Regions from separate parts of the Sus scrofa genome. Here region 1 is linked to region 2. A link is a contact called in public HiChIP or PLAC-seq data. All regions are on one chromosome and are shown on one strand. The core of a region is the stretch at or near the end of the contact, and the rest is flanking DNA. Distances in the headings are between cores, read along the strand shown. Region 1 has its middle 59 kb from the start of RNF217. Region 2 overlaps TPD52L1 (tumor protein D53).

The links. HiChIP or PLAC-seq counts read pairs in DNA pulled down with a chosen protein or histone mark.
Region 1: an H3K27ac HiChIP or PLAC-seq map of alveolar macrophages shows a contact between it and region 2. The contact joins two enhancer-like sites. A contact is called at or near these places in 1 of 47 Hi-C or Micro-C datasets (mesenchymal stem cells) and 1 of 2 datasets of contacts at active chromatin or transcription factors (alveolar macrophages).

The regions. Positions count from the first base shown.
Region 1 is chr1:37,967,995-37,973,472 of Sscrofa11.1, reverse strand. No RefSeq gene overlaps it. Among named protein-coding and RNA genes, the nearest start is that of RNF217, 59 kb to the right of the region's middle. Within about 2 kb of position 3,867, at least 24 of the 83 cell types and tissues checked have an H3K27ac peak or open chromatin away from gene starts, as enhancers often do. A contact at or near this core is called in alveolar macrophages, where this site is marked.
Region 2 is chr1:37,669,394-37,674,836 of Sscrofa11.1, reverse strand. It overlaps TPD52L1 (tumor protein D53), which reads left to right. Exons shown (of 8, transcript XM_021088718.1): 6 at 1,565-1,625; 7 at 3,319-3,400. The coding sequence ends at 3,363. Among named protein-coding and RNA genes, the nearest start is that of HDDC2, 31 kb to the right of the region's middle. Within about 2 kb of position 3,551, at least 6 of the 83 cell types and tissues checked have an H3K27ac peak or open chromatin away from gene starts, as enhancers often do. A contact at or near this core is called in alveolar macrophages, where this site is marked.

The DNA.
Region 1 (5,478 bases), core at 2,618-5,117, 300 kb before region 2:
GGGAACTCCTTCAGTTGGATTCTTAACCCACTGCACCACAGTGACAACTCCCACATTCTTTCTTTTTATCAGTCTTTCTAGATGTTTATCAATTTGTTTTTGTTTTTAAAAAACCAGCTTTTTGTTTCATTAGTTTTTTCTATTGTTTCCTGTTTTCAATTTTATTGATTTCTGCTCTGTATTATCTTATTTCTTCTGCTGCTTTGGATTTATTTTGCTTTTCTTCTTCTAGTTTCTTGATGTAGAAACATAAAGTATTGATTTGAAAACTTTCTTCATTCCTTATGTAAGCCTTTAATGCTCCAGATTTCTCTCTCTGCTTTAATGCTTTAATGACTTCCTACACAGACTTTTGATACACTGTATTTTCATTCTCATTCTGTTATTTTTGTGGTTGTTGCTTTATCTAGACTTGCTCTTTGGCCCGTGGATTTTTGGAAATGTGTTGTTTAATTTACATGTTTAATAAATATTCCTATTGTTTCTATCATTGATCTCTAGTTTGATTTAATTATGGCCAGAAAATATACTCTAAATGATTTCAATTTGTTGTGTTATAGCCCAAAGTATGGTCTATCTTGGCTACTCTTCCATGGAGGCTTTTTTAAAAAAGTGAATTCTACTGTTGTTGAGATAAATGCTCTGTATATGTCAGTTAGATCTGTTGTTGATTGTATTATTCAGAGCATATATATCCTAGATAAATATAATTTTGAATTCACCTACTTTCTTTTTCAGCTCTATCTATTTTTTTTCTTTATGTTGTTTGGTATGTACCCAATTAGGTTTGTTATGTCTTCTTGGTGAGTTTGTCCTTTCATCATTATGTAATGTCCCTCCTTTTCTGTAGCAATTTTTATTGCTCTTAAGTGTACCTTATAGATATGAATAGAACCCCCTTTTAAAAAAGTTAATATTGGCATGGTATATTTCTATATTTTTATTCTCAAACTACTTACAGAATTGAATCTGAACTGTGTTTCTTATATAGCACATGGGGGGGTTGTTCATGAACACTTTTACGTTCACTTTATTGATCTAAAACCTCCATACATTGTAGGTAATATTCATTAGGAACATCCTTATTTGTTCTGCACATGTCACTTTTTCCATCTATGGAACTCTATAGACTAAAAATGTTCTTGTCACATCCCTCAGGCCAGTTCTCTGGTTCCATTTTTCATAGCTTGAGCAACTCTTCAATGGTTCTAGCTTTACATAGATAGCTTAATTTCAGCTCTCTGTGTGCATATGTCTTGAAGCCTGGCTTCTTCACCTTTTGCTGGGCCCAGTCCCCAGCGATAGGACCTAGATCTGGTTTACATACTACATTGTGACTTTGTGTATTTGTTCCCAATCGCTGATGGTTCCAAGCTCACCTATGTTTCAAGAAACGTTGTTGTTTTATTTGGATTTCTCTTTATTTTGGATTAGAGAAAATTTCCTTCTGCATTAGGCAATCCACAGAAATGATTGTCTAAATCTAGGACCTGATCCTCAGCTACCTCCCATCTGGATTTTGCCTCCATAATACACACTTTCTATTTTATAGTACTTAAAATAGTACTATAATGGTACTTAACCAGCACTTGATTACAACATTTATTCTGTGCCAGGCCCTATTCTAATCATAGGTTAACTCCCTTGGACCTCCCAATCACTTATGAAGTATATATTTCCACTATCCCCATTTTACATCCAGGAAAGCTGAGGCATCGAGTTGCAGTGACTTTCCCTAATGTCATAAACTAGTAAACAGCAGAGGCAAGATTTTAACTCAAGCCGTCTAGCTCTAGACTCTATCCTTTTAACCTTTTTTAACTATGCTATCATTCACACTACTTCTGAGTTAATTTTCCAAAACATCGATTTAATTACAAAAAATTAAATCGAATTCCTTGGCTTCCCTTACAAGTTCCTTCACATCTGTCTCAACAAACTTTCCCTACTTCTTCACCACCTCCCTCCCACCTCCACTCTGGCTGAACCCGCACTGAAGGTTCTGGTCCCTCTGAACTTCTATTTTATGAACATCTACAGCCTAAAATGACCCTCTTAATTCTCTTGGCTTGGTACACTTACAGTCATTCATCAAGACTGAAATCAAAATTCCATTCTCTATATAAAATCTTCCCGGTGTATCCATGATGAAGTTAATCACCATGTTCCTAAGTACTTTTTTCACTTATTATCATCCAGTTGCATTATGATTCATTTACTTAACTGCTGGATCTGTGGCTACTTGAGAATATAGTCAAGGTATTATTCATTGCTAATGTCTGTGTCACCTAAGGACCATATTAATAATCCTATCTGATGCTGCTAATTGGCAATTTTGAGAAGAATACTTAAAATATGCAGAAATTTTCAGTGTTTTTATATGGGGTGTCTTGAATATTATTAACTCTTCAAAAGGTAAATATTATCCACAATTTATACAGGAGAAAACTGAAAGTCAGAAAAAGACACAAGGCAAGTATGTAGAGAGACAAAGTAAGTATGCAAGTGGGGGGAACATGATGAATGTCCATGCCAAAGAAGTTCAGTGATTAAGAAACTTTTTGGAATGCTCTAAGCATCTCTATTTAGCAAAAAGTAATGAAAAAGCTATTTATTATCTGGAAATATGAAACTGTCTTTAAGATATGCTTTTGAAATTTAAAAGTTCAGTTCAACAATAATACTAATAGAACACTAAATATGTGGAAGGAATTAGAGCTGAAGGAAGCCTCAAAAAAATGATGATGCAAACCACAAAGTTCCTGTTTTCTAAATCTTGGGAACAGCATACAGGAACATTTACTTGGTTACAGTGTATATCTTGGACATTAGAAGGACTGAGGACCTGAAAGCTGCCACTGGAATCAGTAGCTGCTATGAAGATGGCTTGAGGGCAGAGACCTTCTCTTAGCCCCTCTACTGCATCCAATATACATTTATGTTATTAAAGGCAAGGAGAAGAAATGTTAGAAGAGTTTTTGCAGTCTTCTTCCTTTTTTCTCCCCATAACAACATCAAAGGCTCCTCCTGAGAGTCTTTGATTTATTCAATTGCTTATTCATTCATTCATGCTTTCCTTCAATAAACAGTATATCATCATTACTTTATGCCAAGCACTGTTCTATATGCCAGAGACACAGAATAAACAAGGCAAACCACAGCCCTGCTTGTGCAATAGGGCATGTCTTCTTCCTCAGAGGTATAATCTTCTGCAGTGGAAGTTCATCACATTAAGATGTTAGCCTCTCCTGCTTGTGCTTTTTGCCTAGTGAAAATCCCTAATGATCAAAGCATTCAATTAAGTTCCAAAAGGATCAAATTTTCATTTTAGGTTGAGAATCAAGATAGTCAAGGAAGATCAAGGAAGAAATACGGCTTTTAAAACTGTGAACTCTGTGAGATAATCTTAAATTGGCATGCTCACACTTTCTAAAGTGACAAAAAGAGCAAATTGGGGAAAACGGCTATAGAAAGAGAAAATCTGATCAGAAGAGTACAAAGTCTGCCTTCTTGACAAAGAATGGGAATTTGAGAAAGAGTGCCATTTGAATATCCAATAATGATCACACACGAATATATAAAATATAAATTCTGTCTCTGAATTACAATAATAATGCTTCATTCCAAATAAAATTTGTTTAGAGCCCTTGATTTTAACTTGATAATTCTTCACTCCCAGGTGGAAATAAACGGCCCCCATCCTTTCCAGGATAAAAGAATACATTATACATAGTACAAGAATGGTTGAAAGTTCCTGGAGAATAGATATGACACCACATTACCAATTATAGAACTGATTTACGATGTGTCCTGAGACGTGCTGGGGACTTTCCCTATTTATAACATGGGGTTCGTAGAACTTGTCGGTAAGAACGTGTGAACCCTCAAGTAAAATTTAGTACATGGCGCCTAGTCTCAGAGTTATCATATTATTACCTCAATTGGAATTGGCTTTGTGACAGATTTCAAATACCAGAATCCTGCAAAACAACTGCAACAAGTCTGTACATTCCTAGCAAACCTGACAGCACATTCAAAATATTGGTGCATCTGGTTTTCCCTCAGGCAGCAGCTGCAGCTGCTCAAGTTGCTGTGGAATCTGAAGTGACAGCCCCCTCCTGGCAGGCAGCGTCGCTGTCATTCAGAAGAGAGATCACAGAGCCCGATCCTTTCTGTCTTTGAGGCACAGCTCACAGACGTCAGCGGGAGACCTGATGGCATGTCAAACAGGAGATTAGAAACCTGCAAAGCTGGAATGTCTTCTCCTGCACATGGTGATTCAACTGTCTCTGAGGAGACAGGACAGACCTAGGAATGAGGGAAGATGCACCTGAAGTCTTTACCTTAGGTTTTCATCAACAAGAGACAAGCAGACGACCCAGAAGTATGATCTTTGATGCTGACATCTATGGGGTTTTTTTTAAGTGAGACTTTATTTTAAATGGCTCTGGGGGCGGGGGCAGTGCAGGGGAAGTTTAAGAAAACATAAGCAGGCTACATTTTTTTTTTCTTCCTTTTTCTGCAACTCTTTTCTACAACAGGATTTCCTGGTCGCATCACGAGGAACTATGTAAATACGCCTCCTTCGACTTAGTGGCAAGTTAGTGGCAAGAATCATTTCCTGTCAGGTTCTTTCAAGGAAGAAAAAAGACCAGACCCCTTCTCCCCAAACAGCCAAAAATAGAAAATACATATTGTCATATGAAATTGGATCAGAAAAAATTTTGTAAGAGAGACAAGCATTATTCTATAATTTGGTTCTTAACTTGGTTGCTTTTGTTTCATGGCATTTTGTTTCATACTGTTCTTTTGGGCAAACACCCTACTTCCATTGTAATACACTGGTATTTCCATCTTATCATTGCTTAAAATAAATTTCACTCCTTAAAAGATTTAGGCTTTATATCAAGCCCAGGGTAATTTATTGTTAAAAACACTTTCTCTCCATTCTCATTCCCACCTTGCTTTTATTCATTGTGAAAGTAGGAAGTCTTCAGTTAACACAGACGTGGGCATTTAGTTTAAGCAAAATGTGCCAAAATGTTTTTCCACACCAAAACAGAAATAAATAAAATTCATGGAACTAGATAGATCATTTGCCTTCTTATGCAGATGATTCACTCTCTCATTCTCACTTTTTACTCTAACTTAAAACATTTAATACTTCCACATCAGTGTCATTTAAATCCTTTAAGCAGTGGCCTGAAGAGCTCAGCCATCCCTGCCTACTTGAAGTGTTCTTGGTATTTCTCTAACTCAAATATCCTTACAATTGCTGAGTTGTTCACCGCTTCAGTAGGCAAATATTCTCACTCTCATATATGTGTGTGCGTGTGTGTGTGTGTGTGTAAATGTATAAAATGCTGTAGATAGATCGATCAATCGATCGATCAATTGCTAGATAGATAGATATGAGAGAGAGATCTGTTAAATGAAACACCCCCTGGGAAAAGCTGTTCTAAAGAGCTTTAGAAGAAT
Region 2 (5,443 bases), core at 2,302-4,801:
TCCTCATGACCTTGACTGAAATTAACTTTAAAAAAAATGATTTTACTCAACTAACATATAACCATGAACCACTAGGCTGAACTGTCTGCCCACTGTGGTCCTGTGTAGCTTGGCCAGATAAAACTTGCAGTGGAAGTAAGGTGCTCTAAGTATATACTTTTGAGGCATTCATGTGTAATTTCACTGATATTTCATCATGAGACAGGTACTGTAGAAGATGACCCCTAGGAGTTTGACTCATGTTTGAGTCATGTACAAGATGTAATGCCACGTGCTCGGGCCCTCTGAACTCACCATTGTTAGTTCCTATAGCCTGGATGCAAATGCATTTGACCATCTGGAGCATCAGAGTTTTAGGAGACAATCCCTAACAAAGCCAAATTCATTCAAAAACATAATCTCTGCATTAGTTTCCTTTTGATAGTATAAGAGCCATGCCACATCCCCTGCCATACAATGAAACCCATATTTTATAACCATTCTCTAAGAGAGAAATGTTTCTTTAGGCCATTCCTCTTATTTTATTTCTTCTGCACTTGAGAGAGAGTAGCAAGTGGCTTATCAAATATAGTGAATTATTTGACTTGAAAATGATGGCAGTCATGTTGCTGAAAGGTGACATGCACACAAGTTTTAAGATACATTTTGAATTCAGTTCCTTTTTCCTCCATTGGACTTGATATCATTTTTAATGGTAATGATGTCAATAAATCATAATGTCATGAGGCCAAATTCAGTATGGGAAACCAGAAAGCACCAAATGAAGGATCTAAATCTTAATATAACAAAATGATATGTAGATTATTTACCACAGTGAATGAACGAGTCACAAATAAAATGTTGATAGACTGCAAAGGTTCTGTCTGGTAAGAACAAATGAGTATATTTTCTTTGGAAGGAACTATAACATGTGCTAATAATACCATTTTGATCAAGTATTAGACAAGTAATGAATATATTTCAACTTAAAATAATGAACACATTGTCTTTCAGAAACACTACTTCCTGAACATTGACAGAATACTTTTAAAACTTTAAAGTTTAAAAACATATAAACTTTTTTTTTCCTTGAGCTATTTCTGTCTTGTCTCACATTCACTAAAATAAATGACTTTTAAAATTCCAAGTGGGAAAACTCGAACATGACATTCTTCAGAAGTGAGATTTTCCATAGCCTACAGAACAACTGAGTTGGGAAAAGGAATGTTGTGATAGAACCAGTTCATTAGTAAATGAAAAATTAAGCTATCCCTCCTTTAACTCATTGGAAATGATTTCTGGTACACCATAGGATAATTTACAGTTGTATCATTGCCAAATGCTATGTTAGTTATTCTTTAGTTGAATGTCTCTTTTACTTAGAACAATTCCATGTCACCTTATGGTTCCTGGATCCCACCTAGCAGAAGCAAAATGTATTTCAAACCTGGTTGGTGTAGGTAGCAAACCAACAACTAGCTCTGGGGCAGAGGTGATATTTGCATGTAAGAGCAGAAATCAGACAGCATGGTTGCTAAAACAGCTAGGTCTTTGGAGCTGACCTCTCTTTTTCTTGTTATTTTAGGAATTCTCCTACTTTCAAATCATTTGAGGAGAGGGTTGAAACAACTGTCACAAGCCTTAAGGTACAGACGAAGTGAATTGTGTGTCATTGGGATCATTGACTCAGGACAGCTTAGTCATTGCTGCTGCTGGTTCCAAAGGTGGGGCTACCAGCGTTCGGTGCAGCCAAGAAGGCAGCCTTGCACAGAGTCACTTTTCTTCACATATAAATCTATAAATAAAACCAGTATTGAATGGTATTACTATATCCTTACAGAGTTGTTCACATAAACCATTCAGAAGTGAATTATTCATTAAATGAATTGGGGTTTGTGTTCATCTCCTCAATGGTTAGAACTCAATGCAGATATGTGATAGATAATTATGAATAGGACGAAGGACATGTGAACTCTGCATTTGGAGTGTAAGTGAAAGTTTAGCAATAGCTCAGAGCTCCTCTGCTGTGGACCTGGACCAGTAAAAAAGAACTTGGCTCCATCCTGCCATCCTCCACCCGTCAACCACCTAGACTTGTTTATTCCATTCACATACTGAACACAACCCAGTTTTCATGGAGGGAAAATAAAGCTGAGTTACAAAATGCTTTATTTTCTATCAGCGTGTTTGTTCCCTTAGTATAAACTGAAAGTATGCCTGTTCTACAGTAGGTGCCAAAAAATTCATTGAATTTATTGTTTCAACATAGATCAGTTAATGTACAGAGGGAAAAGGAGAAAAAATATAATCAGTGTAGTCTTAAAATATATAGAACTTTTAAAACAGGGCATATCATTGATAGTACAAGATTTTTTTAAGATATCACCTGAACTTTATATCTTGCTATCATTATCACTATTTTGCATACAATCCTTTTTTTTTTTTTTTTTGGTCTTTTTGCCTTTTCTAGGGTTGCTTCCATGGCATATGAGGTTTTCATGCTAGGGGGTCTAATCAGAGCTGTAGCCACCCGCCTACACCAGAGCCACAGCAATGCAGGATCTGAGCCACGTCTGCGACCTACACCACAGCTCACGGCAACACCAGATCCTTAAGCCACTGAGCAAGTCCAGGGATCGAACCCGCAACTTCATGGCTCCTAGTTGGATTCATTAACCACTGAGCCACTACAAGAACTCCTACAATCCATTTCTGTATTACCCTATTAGTGGGAAAATTAGGACTGTATGATCTTTAACCAGATCAGAAGCAGATATGGGCATGTGCTGGTTACCCAGCTGCTTCTGCATCATACCACCCTCACATGTGCTGCCTGATAAGAGTCTGTGAGGAGTAAGTTATTCCTTACTCGAGGTCTTAGATAGATGCTCTTATTGATTTTTGGCCCAGAGGGTCTTTCCCCTTAGAGGAGGGTTTTCACATAATCTTCTCTTTTCCAGGCATCTAATTAGGTGTTTAAGGCCCAAGAATGAAAATATTACTCAGCAGTCACCACACCTTTGTGGGTCTTATTTACTGGCAATTTCTAGTTGTGTATTTTTACTACTCTGTTTGTCAACATCATCATTTATTTAGTGGATAAGGACCAGGAGGAGGCATTACATTGCCCCTATTTGTAGGGAAAACTTTTTATAGGGAAGGACATGCAGTATCACAGACATTTCTCTTGCCACATGATCTAATTTCAAAACAAAAGATTCAAAAAAACTCTAGGAGCTAATCTCTCAGTGTTTGGTTCTGAGCCTTAGACGGTCCAAGGAGGTTGGATTCTATTGTTTGTTAGACAAGTTCTGATGTAGGAGAAGTTGTACTTTTTAGGTTTTCTTTAGAAGAAGGAGATATGAAGAAGCAAAAGAAGAATAAAGGACAACCTATTTTCATTTGCTTTTAGGAAATTCTGGTAAGCTCACACTCTCAGCTTCTCACTTTTCTTACCTCATCTGGTTGGAAGGTAGAGAGCCTGCCTCCTCCTTTAGACACTTACAAAACTAACTCAGCCAACCAGATACCAGCCTGTGTCGAGACTTCCTGAAAGCAGATTCTCTATTGCACAACTGTCCATGTGTCTCACAAGACTCACATTCCACCCACTTCCTGGGTCACGGTCAATGCCTAGCTTCTCTTATTCTGCCCACACAGGCAATGGAGAATAGCGAATAATCAAGCTTTGTGTTAGATCTCCCACTTAATAATTACAAATATCTTATTCCTTTTTTTACTTCAGACTAAACAATAGATGCTTAACCTTTCTTTGTAGAGTTTATTTTCTTCATAATTTACTTTTGTGTTCTCAATCTTCTCCAAAACTTCTCTAACTTTCTTCAACTATGGATCCCGAGGCTGTTTCCTGCTGAAGGAATGACTCATGAATCAGTAAGGATGAGTGAAATTCCTTGCAGGTCTGTGTGCTGTATTTCTGCTCCCACATACTGCTTTGAGCCTGATTTTTCAAACACCGCTTTAAGGGAGTCGTGTTCATATTTGTGTTCTATTAGAAATAATGTTCTGTGCAGTGAGGTCCTTTCCTGCCACCTTCTCACACAATCTGTCCCCCCATCTGGCATTTTCACCCAGTGGATGGTTCTTATACCCAATTGTGTAGATTGATTTTCTGTGGAAAACTTGCCAATTCATCATAATCATATAAAATGTAACGCCTTTCTGCCTACATCTTGACTGATGTCACCTGTACACTCAATGAGCACAATTTCTATTTCATCTAAAACAAGCAAATAGGAAACAGACCCAGAATTAGCTCACTCCCGTGAAAGCATATTTGGAATGTTCTGCCATGTTCCAATGAATCACGGGCAACTACCTCCCTTCCAGTCATTCTGCACCCATATCAAACAGGACATGGTTTCAATGCACCTACCTTTTTTTTTTTTTTTTTTTTTTGTCTTTTTACCTTTTAGGGCCGCACCTGTGGCATATGGAGGTTCCCAGGCTAGGGGTCAAATCAGAACTACAGCTGCCGGGCTATGCCACAGGCACAGCAATTTGGGATCCAAGCTGTATCTGCAACCTAAACCACAAGTCACTGCAACGCCAAATCCTTAACCCACTGAACAAGGCCAGGGATTGAACCTGCATCCTCATGGATGCCAGTTGGGTTCGCTAACCGCTGAGCCACAACTGGAACAACACAGTGCACCTACTTTTTGATGAGTATATTGTGTGGCTTGAATTAAAACCTTAAAAAAAAGCAAGATGTTATACATATTGTTTCTTTGTGTCCTTTCAATCAGATATTTTATTCTGAGAGATTAGGAAGCCCAATTTAATAATCCAAATAAAACTTGTTTGCCAAGAACAATTATAATGTTGGGGACAAAGTGACAAATTCTAGGATGAAAAAACATTTTCAAGGGACAGATCCAGGACAGGCTTATTGTTCACATCTTTGCTCAAGCAGGTCCTTGGCTAAAGTATTGTAGAATCCAGTCATGAAACCCACATGGTTAGGAAACCCCTTTAGTCTACTCCTTTCTCTGTCAAATTTCTTTGTGGTTTCCTTCATCTTTACTTGTTCTATTTTGACTTAAGAAATCAAGAAATAGAAGAGAAGAATAAAACAAAGCCCAGAAAAAAACATCTATAATTGGTATTTGCCTGATTCAACACTGTGTGTGACCTTTATCACAAAAGAGAATGCAAATAAAGAAGATGTGACTATTAATAGTCAATTACATTGAATTAACATTCTCTCTCAGAAAAGAAATAAGCATAGCGAAACCAAGCATGCTTCTTCCCAGTGCTGAGATAACACAGAGTAGAGGAGGAATCCATGCTCTGTGCCTAAGCTCTGCAAACTAAGGCTTATGGGCCAAATCCAGCTGGTTGCCTATTTTTAAAGAGTCTATACATTAATAGTGGTTTTCACTTTTTTTTTGATAGTGGGAAAAAAATCAAAGGAAAAATAATATTTTGTGATGTGAAAATT